Regions from separate parts of the Anas platyrhynchos genome. Here region 2 is linked to region 1. A link is a contact called in public Hi-C data. All regions are on one chromosome and are shown on one strand. The core of a region is the stretch at or near the end of the contact, and the rest is flanking DNA. Distances in the headings are between cores, read along the strand shown. Region 1 holds the start of FOXN3 (forkhead box N3). Region 2 overlaps FOXN3 (forkhead box N3).

Region 1 (4,503 bases), core at 154-2,653:
CAGGCACGTTCTCAGGTTTCAACAGATGCTGTGGGAAAGGCACCAGAAGCCAACACTTTCTGCAGGCATTTCTGATGATATGCAGACTTTTTTTTTTTTTTTTTTAAATAAACGGAGGGGGGGGGGGGAAGTCTTCTCAGTTTCCATGACAACAGTGTCTCCACTTGTCTGTTATTAGATACCATCCGCTTCCTGTGTCTAAATTTTTAAACCAATCAGAAAAGTGTTTATAGATGTTGCACTCCTGGGACAGTCCCTCTCCTACCAGAGCTGCCCCACAGCCGGGCGGCCTCACGCACTCACCGAGACCGCTGGGCGCTGGCCTCCGCCGGGCACCGGGCACAGCGGGGCTCCTGCCACCCCACTACTGCACCCACAGCCGGGCAGAACTGAATAGTGCACGGACTCATTCCACTGTGCAGTGTTATGGGTATACGTGTATAAATACATTTTGGTACTGCACAAACTCGTTTTCGTGGTTTGCATGGTTTTGTGTGTTATGGATATATATATATGTATATATATATATATACACAGTATCAAACAAACTCTTTTTCATGGTTTGATCATTCTTGCGTGTTATGGATATATATTTATATTTTTTGTATCAAACAAACTCATTTCCATGGTTTGCTCATTTTTGTGTGTGTTATGGATATACACACACACACACACACACACACACATATATATAGGTACCAGACAAACTCATTTCCACGGTTTGCCCATTTTTGTGTTATGGATATACACGCATATATATATATATATATATAGGTACCAGACAAACTCATTTCCACGGTTTGCCCGTTTTTGTACTACGGATACACACACACATACACATTTTGGAACCAAACAAACTCATTTCCACGGTTTTGTGCAACATCCAGCCCGGGGAACACCACGACCTCCCCCCCCCCCGGCTCGAGCAGAAGGCACCGAGCGCCCCCTCGCCCCGCCGTGCCCCCGCCGCTCAGCGCCGCCGAGCCGGGAGCCGGCCCCGGAACGCGAGCGGAGCGGAGCGGAGCGGCCGCAGGCTGCGGGCGCCTTCCCGGCAGCGCAGCCGGGGCAGCCCCGCCGGCGGTGCCCTTGTCTGGCCGGGGGGCCGCGCCGGGAGCCCCGGTGGGCGCTGAGGGGGGGACCCCGCGAGGCCGGGCCGGGGCTGAGCGGCCCCAAAAGTTTGGCCGGGGCAGCGCCGCGCAGTACCCGAGGACCGCGCGGATCGACAGCGCCGTTACCTCCGCGCCTCGCTCCCTCGGCGGCTGGGTGCGCTGGGTGGGTGCGCTGGGTGCGGTGCGGTGCGGTGCGGTGGGAGCTCCCCGCGGCCGCCCCGCTCCGCGCCCCCGGCGGGAGGCAGCCGCAGCCCGCGCCGCCCCCTCCGGCCGCCCGCCGGGCCACGGGCCCGCCCCGGCACCGGCACCGCCCCGGTACCGCCCCGGCACCGCCCCGACGCCGCCCCGACACCGCCTCCCTGCCCGCCGCGCAGCCAGGGGGGCCCGGGGACGGTGCTGGGCTGGAGGGAGGTGGAGAAGGCCCAGGGCGACCTTTGGAGGTCAGGAGGATGCAGAGAGTTGTAACTCGGGAATCCTCGGTGATCAGATTTGGGAAAAAAAAAAAAAAGTGGATTTTTGTGCGTGTGGTTGTGGTGGGAACAGAAGGATGGCTCCGCTGCCCCTTTTTCTGGCTCTCCAGGTGGATGTCGAAAGGAGCAGCCCAGCCCTTCTGCTCGTGAAAATCACAAAAACCACCCAGCCACAACATGCTCTGCACCCCCGCCTCTGGGGGTCCCGGCTGTGTCCCTGGTGCGCCTATGTCTGTGCAGAAGGCCGTGACCTTGGCTGCTTCCCCGAAACTCACTCTTCACTGCAGACAGACTGTGTTTGTCCCATGGGGTGTACACAGCCCTGGGGGCCCCCAGGCAAAGTTCACAGTTCTGTTTTTCCAGGCTTTGCTCCTAGCCCAGGTAGGCAGCCGTCGGCATGGTGGCTGCTGGCGATGCTCACTGTGTAGAAACACCCGGTGTAGTCCTAATGAAACCACCCCGAGAGGTGGGAGCGAAGCGTTTTGGCTCAGCTGTCAGCACGCCTAATGCAGGGGGCCCTGGGCACCACGTCAGTAACAAGGCGTCTGCGAATTGCTTGTGAAAGTGTAATTATCTGTTTGCAGTATCGCCACATCTGGGAATCCCACGGATGCCAACGGGAGCCTCCGTGAATGGCAAAGTCCTGGCCCCACTCAAGGAATCCCCAAATCACAGTCATTGTAGGCACTGCAGGTGCTGATTACCCTTCACAGGTCTACTCCGTGTCAACGCTATAAAGAAAGCACTTTTTCCTGTACATACCCATTAACTCCAAGCCAGGTAATTTTCCTAATGAAAGCAGCAGCAGCGTTTCTTTGTCCTTTGATCAGGTCGTCTGAATTGCTCTGCGCCTGTATCTGTGCTAACCGCAGCAGCTTTAAACCTCAGCCTAAGTTCCTGCAGAATTTAGCCACAAGTATGTGCATTTCCCTTCCTCTGTTTGCTCCCAGTGATGCAAGCTTCATTATTCCTTCATTTCTTCCTCCTTCCTCCCACTCGTGTATTTGAGGCTTTCTTAGGTGCTTTGTAACTCTGCTTCCCACCTCCTCTTCATTTGGATCCTTCCTAAAGAAAAAGAGTGGTTTAGAAGACCCACATTTGCAAGGGAAAAATATTAATAGTGGAAACTTTCTCAGCAACGTATTTTTCCTGTCTCCAAGTGCATCTTGTCTCTTTGCATCAGCCTTAGCGATGTTCACTCTCCCATACAGAGGGCTGCTTTGTTATCTGTATCTGCCAGATGAAATTAATGAAGATGAAATTCTTACCTCTCTCCAAACGGGGGAGAATTTATGATTTATGTTGCAGAACGTTTTCCCATGTCCAAGTCAGCCCATTTCATCTAATTCTCCTTCGTGTTTTTCATTAAGCCTTGTTCTCCTGGAGAGCCTGCAAACCCGGGCTCCCCAGCTGGCAGCTGCTGGGTTATTCCTGGCCTCTGGCATGCAGAGCACTGGGGGGGGCTCCTCTCCCACCCCCAGAAAAACATTCCGGTGTCGGGGTGCTTTGCCGCAGGGACCCCTCTTGGGAACATCTCCTACATGGTGCTGTAGCACCAGGAGGTTATTTACCAAGGAGCAATACAAGGAGCTGTTGCAGGAGATGCACACGGTGGTCCCGTGCTTGCCCAGCCCTTGGCTCCATTGCAGTACGTGCTTTCCCATTCCCTTTTTGCACTTCCAAAGTTGTTTGCTGAGACCAGGCTGGCTGGGGAGCAAAGAGGCCAGGTATCATGCTTCATGGGAGCCACATTAAAATAAACGTAACTGCGGGAGGAAATTGGTCACCATACAAATGCTCACTCGTCACTTTCTATGTGGCATGTTATAGCTGTGCTGCTTACCCTTTTTGTTTCTGGAGCATGTTTAGTCTCTTCACTTGGAAGCAAAGATAAAAACAGCAGTGTTTTAGCCACACCATTTGTTTTCAAGGGTAGGGAGATGTCAGTGACTTTTATTCCATCTACCCATTTGCCATTAGTATCTGATTGCGAAACCAGGAGACAAATAAAAATATACTGCATTTTCAGACACACTTAATGACTTTTTGTAGTGCCTCAGTTGTTGGGCTGCCTGACTTGGGTTCCACTGAAGATTTTCATAGGACAAATACTCACATAGGCAGACCCAGGTCATTTCCCTATTGCCTCTCAGATGCACAGAGCACAGCTGGCCCCTGTTGGTAGGGCTTTGTGCCTGACCACTCCACCACATGGGCCCGAGCCCTGGACAACGCCGTGAAATACAGAGGGATTACAGTAATGACATCCCCTCTTTCATGCTTATGAATCAAGTCCCACTCGCATTCCCCATGGACAGCCAGGCAGACTGTTTATGGCCACACAGGGGTACTTAATTATGCACATCTATGTGCTCTCGTACGACTTTAATAACAGCATAAGAGTCACTTGAGCAATAGACTTGGTTTTATGAACCGAAAGGGTAAAACTCAGGTTCTCTGGTGGACAATGAAACTGGATTTCTTCTGCTCTTCCTTATTTTATTTTTGTTAATATCACCCTTAAACTTTGAATTATCCTGCAAGTATTAGGGCTCATTAACTTTGTTTCAGCTTGTACTTTGTGTTAATGGGACGGTTTTTTGTAACAAATATGAATCACTTGAAGGCTAAGGCTTAAATGTTTAATAAAAGTCATTAGCAGAATTACGTGCTAGGACTTACAAGAAAGATGATGGTGTTGTTATGGTTACTGCTGTATCTCTGGCTGTCAGTGGTCTTTCTGACTTACCCTCTGCTTGTGTCAGGCCTTGAGTTTTTACCTTTCCACAGATGGGATAACATGGTTCTGGCACGCTCACAGCAAGCTCCAGCCCACGTACCTGGTGCATTCTCCAAGCTCGCATGTACATGCGAACAGAGACCTTCATCCTTCCTGTGTGACCCAAACAACACTGGTAAAACAG
Region 2 (4,589 bases), core at 301-2,800, 170 kb before region 1:
GTAGATAAGCTAGACTCTACTGCAATTTGTACAATATGCTGATTTATTTCCTCAAGGGTCCATTCTCACACACACACAAATATTTCTCCTTCATAATTTAGAGGACCTCTGAGGTTATAATCAACACTCCTGCCTTTTCTCCTGGCTCCAGTCAATCCTACCCAACATTTGGAAGGATTCATGAACTGAGTAGACTCAGCATGTCATTGTAAAGGCACAGAAGAAGACATCGTTACTACTTGCTGGCATCGAGGAGGGAGCAACATGAGTGAAGGAGCCACCTTCCTGCTCTCATCTCCCTCTCACTTCTGAGGCCCTGACACAACAGCCCACAGGGAAGGTGACATGGAGGAGAGACATGCCAAACTCACAAAAGGTTACAGTTTCCTTCCTCAGAATGACCTCTACAAACTGAAATGGCAATGAGCCATTTTCCAATCCACACTCTAAGATCTCTATGACATGAAAGTGTCCACATCACTTCCATGCAAACAGCTACAGCACTGGGAAACATGTACATGACACAAAAATCTGCCGTGTGTGTTTAGTATGTGCAGCATACTACGCATTTCCTCCCTTCCATGGCTCTTCCGGAAGTCTGGATTATTGTGATTTCTCGCCATGCTTTTCTGTGCACATACCACTACATTTCTTCTTTGGTCTCTCACTCACAACCTGTCTTGCACTCTTATTCTATGCCACTCTCTTCCTCTTTTTTTTCCCCTCCCCCCCACAACTCTGACATAATGCAATTTCTCATCCTCTAAAGACCTCTCATTTCATTCTTCCTGCAACCCCACCAATAACCTCCTCTCCCCGATAAAATCTTTCCTTTTTCCTACCCATACATAGCTGGAATTGCTCACTTTTACTGCCCACAGCTCCTGAAGGCTGTGTAGGAAATGAGGGCAAGGACCAGCCTCTCTGGTACGGACTGTTTCTTGGTACATCACGCTCTCCCCCCACAGGAGCTTCTCAACAGATATTTCTCTGGCAGGGTCACAAAGCAGGCTGACAATAGCTTCCCTCGGTTGCGCAGGAGATGCTTTGATGGTAATTGACTCTTCCCCAGGCAGAGTATCAAAGCGCGAATCAAGGCTTCCCCTGGAATTTGGATTTGGTTGCCTGAGCTAGAACAATAGCGGTGAGGCTAGACAGGCTTCATAATGGCTTCTTCTTTAACTTCTGCCTTGATTTTTTAGAGCTGCCTGTCACTTGGCATTACTGCCGTGCTTGCTGACCAGTGATATGTTTGTTTTCTTGCACTCCCTGCTTTTGTGCAGCTGTATTCCTCCATGGATTCCTCTAATACCTCCGCTGTAAGCTCTCTGGGGCAGGATGATTCTCCCACCATGTGCGCAGCCCAGTACAGTGGGGACCGGAGCCTCTTCAGAGCTCTGCTAATACACGGCATCAAACCCTCAGGTCTGGTCACAGAACAAGAAGGGTTGTATTGGCAGGAAATCAGACTTTTCCTTACTCCCTGTTGCCTGCCTACTGCCTTGAATCAGACAGTGCAAAAAAGGGAAGTGGGCAGGATGCGTGCAAGGAAGGAGTTGAAACGGTGCCCAAGTGAATGGAAAGTATCCAGATGGCTGTGGTAACTCACACGATGGGAGTCAAATCAAAACAAAATGAAAACAAAACCATATGCCGTGTACCCTCCGCTCTCTTGCTCTCTTTCTCTCCCTGCCTTTCTCCTGGCTGTTGCCCCAGGTCTTTCCATCAGTACGGATAATAGTACGTTACTCAATTACGTGTATGTCATGAATAACAATAACCCCTCTTTTACATTAGAGATTATGGATTACTATTATTCATGTAACAATGACTGTAACATGAACCACAAAATTACACTCATGTAAGGGTCAAGGAAGTGTAAGGGTCTAAAAGGGAAGTTGTATTTCTTCATTAAATCCTTCTTTTTATCTGGTATGCTGTATACTTACAAAAGAGAATATTAACTTTACATGTCTATGTTGCTATATGCTATAGAAATATCTACTCACAACCTGCTTGTATCTCAGGGGGAGTATTCAAAAGCATCATGGCAGTGGCAGCATCAATGTCAGGATCTGGAAAATCAACCAATAAATACATTATTTACAACTGGGCTAATCTTTTTGCCCCCGCTGCTAAACTATAGGTTCAATTGAATCTCTGCAGTGAAAAGGTGTAAGAGTTCATTACTCAGATGGCTCTTTGATCCCACATTGTATTCACCCCCAAACTTGCATGTGATCCCAATACTGCTGCTGAGCAGAGCGCAGTGATGAATGTCACCACACCGTCCTCGTGTGTGCACGGTAGCACATTAGCCTCTGTTAGCCTCACAAATTCGCTGTTTAATTTTGTGACGGGTATTTAGATTTCATTACACAGGATCTGTGGTGAAAGCAGGTGCAACATCGCAATTTGGTATCAGCACAACGGGACAAGCCAACAGAAGAGAGGGAAAGCATAAGGACACACCTTCACCTGAGCAAGTACAGAAGACGACGCTTGGTCTTTTTCATTTGTCAGTAAGGATTTCAGTCATGTCTGAGAAAGTGTTGGGAGCAAAACTGCTACGATTTAGAGAGAAGAGAAAAAAAAAGAAGCTAGCATTTCATTGAAGCACCAACTTACTTGCATCCTTATCCATTGTCACTTTAATATAAGCAAAAATCATCAGCCTGCTGCTGTTACTCTTAAATTGGTTTCTGAATCCATCACCAACAGTCAGTTGACAGATGGTAAGTTATAGAGACAGAACAAAATATGATCCTTTTATAACTATATTCACTTGCTTCACACACAGCAGCACGGCTGCCATGGAAATGTGGGTAGCTATGACAACAGTAAACAACCCAAGAACGGCCACTGAATAAGCTGAAAAGAACATCTGCCCCAGCCAAGCGTCCCAGCTGCCCTGGGGCGCAACTCGCTAATCGTGCCGTGTGACAGAGAAAGCCGCCTATGCCGTGTCCGAATAAATGAAGTGTGCAATTGAAGCAGACATAAAAACGCACACCCTTGTCGACTGCTGCCTCCGTGCTGCTAAACTGAATGACTAATGAGTACGGGTTTCTTGTTTTTATTTTATTTTTATTTTTATTTTTGCAGCTTGTTAGTATTTATGCTAAATTGCATACCAAAAAATTCAATTTACTGGTAATAGCTTCATGGCTCTTTATTTTGGCTATTATGTCAGAAAATTACTTTTCACTGTTAAAAAAAAAAAATAAATATTTTGTACATCTATATATTTCATATCTGTTTCCTGGAGAGTAATGTGATGTGAAGTAAAAATCCTGCAAGTTATTAACAATGCAAATGGTGTAGAGAGCATTTCACCCATTAAGAATATATATTTTTTTACTAGTTTAAGCATGTACTATTTTGCTGTGATAACACAGCTGGAAATACAATCCTAATATGGCTACTCTATTATTTAATTGCTGAAACAGTAAACAGCAACACTGTAGTAAGCGGAAAACTAAAGTCGGAGTAGCAGCAGACTACCAGAATAAAAGGTGCAAACATACTGAGGAGCAGATGCCTGTCTGTGTCCTGGACAGATGAGCATATTCTTTTCCAAAAGTCACCAGCAGACTCCTCAAAAAAGCAGCTGTACCAACTTATGTTAGTTTTCAACTCTGAAGGTACATCAAAAGCAATATTCCTGCTGCAAGCATCTGTGCTGCAAGTGCCACCCCCGAACAGTTTAAGCCCTGAATGCGTGCCATTTTGCAGCACTGGGTCCAGACACCACACAGACCACACAGCAGAAGTTTCCCTTTAGTCAAACTGAAGAGGGATAATCTGCCTAAATTCAAAATAAAAGGGGGGAAAAAAAGCAAAGAAGCCCAAGACAGTAAATCCAAACTAAACCAGAATTCTTCCATCTCTTTCACAACATAAAGGACTGCTAGAAGTTGAATTTACTGTCCTAACTTGTACAGCCAACTTCAGCATTTGTTTATAGACTGTTCCTGGATTTTATTTTCTTGTTTTACTTTAAATAAAGTCCCACTACTTGCTAACACCGTAGCATAAAGTTAATTTTGCTGCTGAAAGAATAAAAGGGCACAGCAGAGTGAAAAAAAACAAAAAACAAACATACAAAAAAACCCACAACAAAACAAAAAACCAAACACATTTCCTATTGACTTTGGGTTTTGTTTGTGCAACAAGCTTCTGTGTTTTCAGATAAAATTGATGCAACCAGTCTATCTTGAAATGTGTATTCTTAGCCTTCAGACCAGTAACGGCACCACCATGTTTCTGTAATGACTTCATGACACTAATATGAGCTGTTTACAACACACTATTGAATCCACGGCAGCTGCTTTCCAAAGCACACCCGTGATTCAAGCCCATCCGCACGTGCTGTGGTGCCTGGCATGTTTATATCGGTATGCTCCGGAGGACACCAGGCAGCTCCGTGAAGCCCCAGCAGAGACAGGCACCTGTGGTGGTGTCAGCAGGACCGAGGACGAGGTGCTTTGGGTCGTCCTCCCGCAGATGGAGGAGAGAGGAGGGCCTGGCTGCACAGGAGGAGGCCTCAGCCAGGCCAGAGAACGAATGCATCAGACTTGCTCAGGGAA

Evidence for each region. Hi-C and Micro-C count contacts between places; a contact is called where the count stands out from the background.
Region 2: a Hi-C map of liver shows a contact between it and region 1, with 2.0 times the contacts expected there. The contact joins the enhancer-like site here to the promoter of FOXN3 in region 1. A contact is called at or near these places in 2 of 8 Hi-C or Micro-C datasets (liver and skeletal muscle).

Annotation. Positions count from the first base shown.
Region 1 is chr5:17,968,835-17,973,337 of IASCAAS_PekinDuck_T2T, reverse strand. FOXN3 (forkhead box N3) reads right to left here and starts at 1,403. Exons shown (of 8, transcript XM_027459039.3): 1 at 1,236-1,403.
Region 2 is chr5:18,137,277-18,141,865 of IASCAAS_PekinDuck_T2T, reverse strand. FOXN3 (forkhead box N3) reads right to left here. Exons shown (of 8, transcript XM_027459039.3): 5 at 2,010-2,075. Among named protein-coding and RNA genes, the nearest start is that of TRNAT-UGU, 64 kb to the left of the region's middle. Within about 2 kb of position 1,550, at least 2 of the 8 cell types and tissues checked have an H3K27ac peak or open chromatin away from gene starts, as enhancers often do.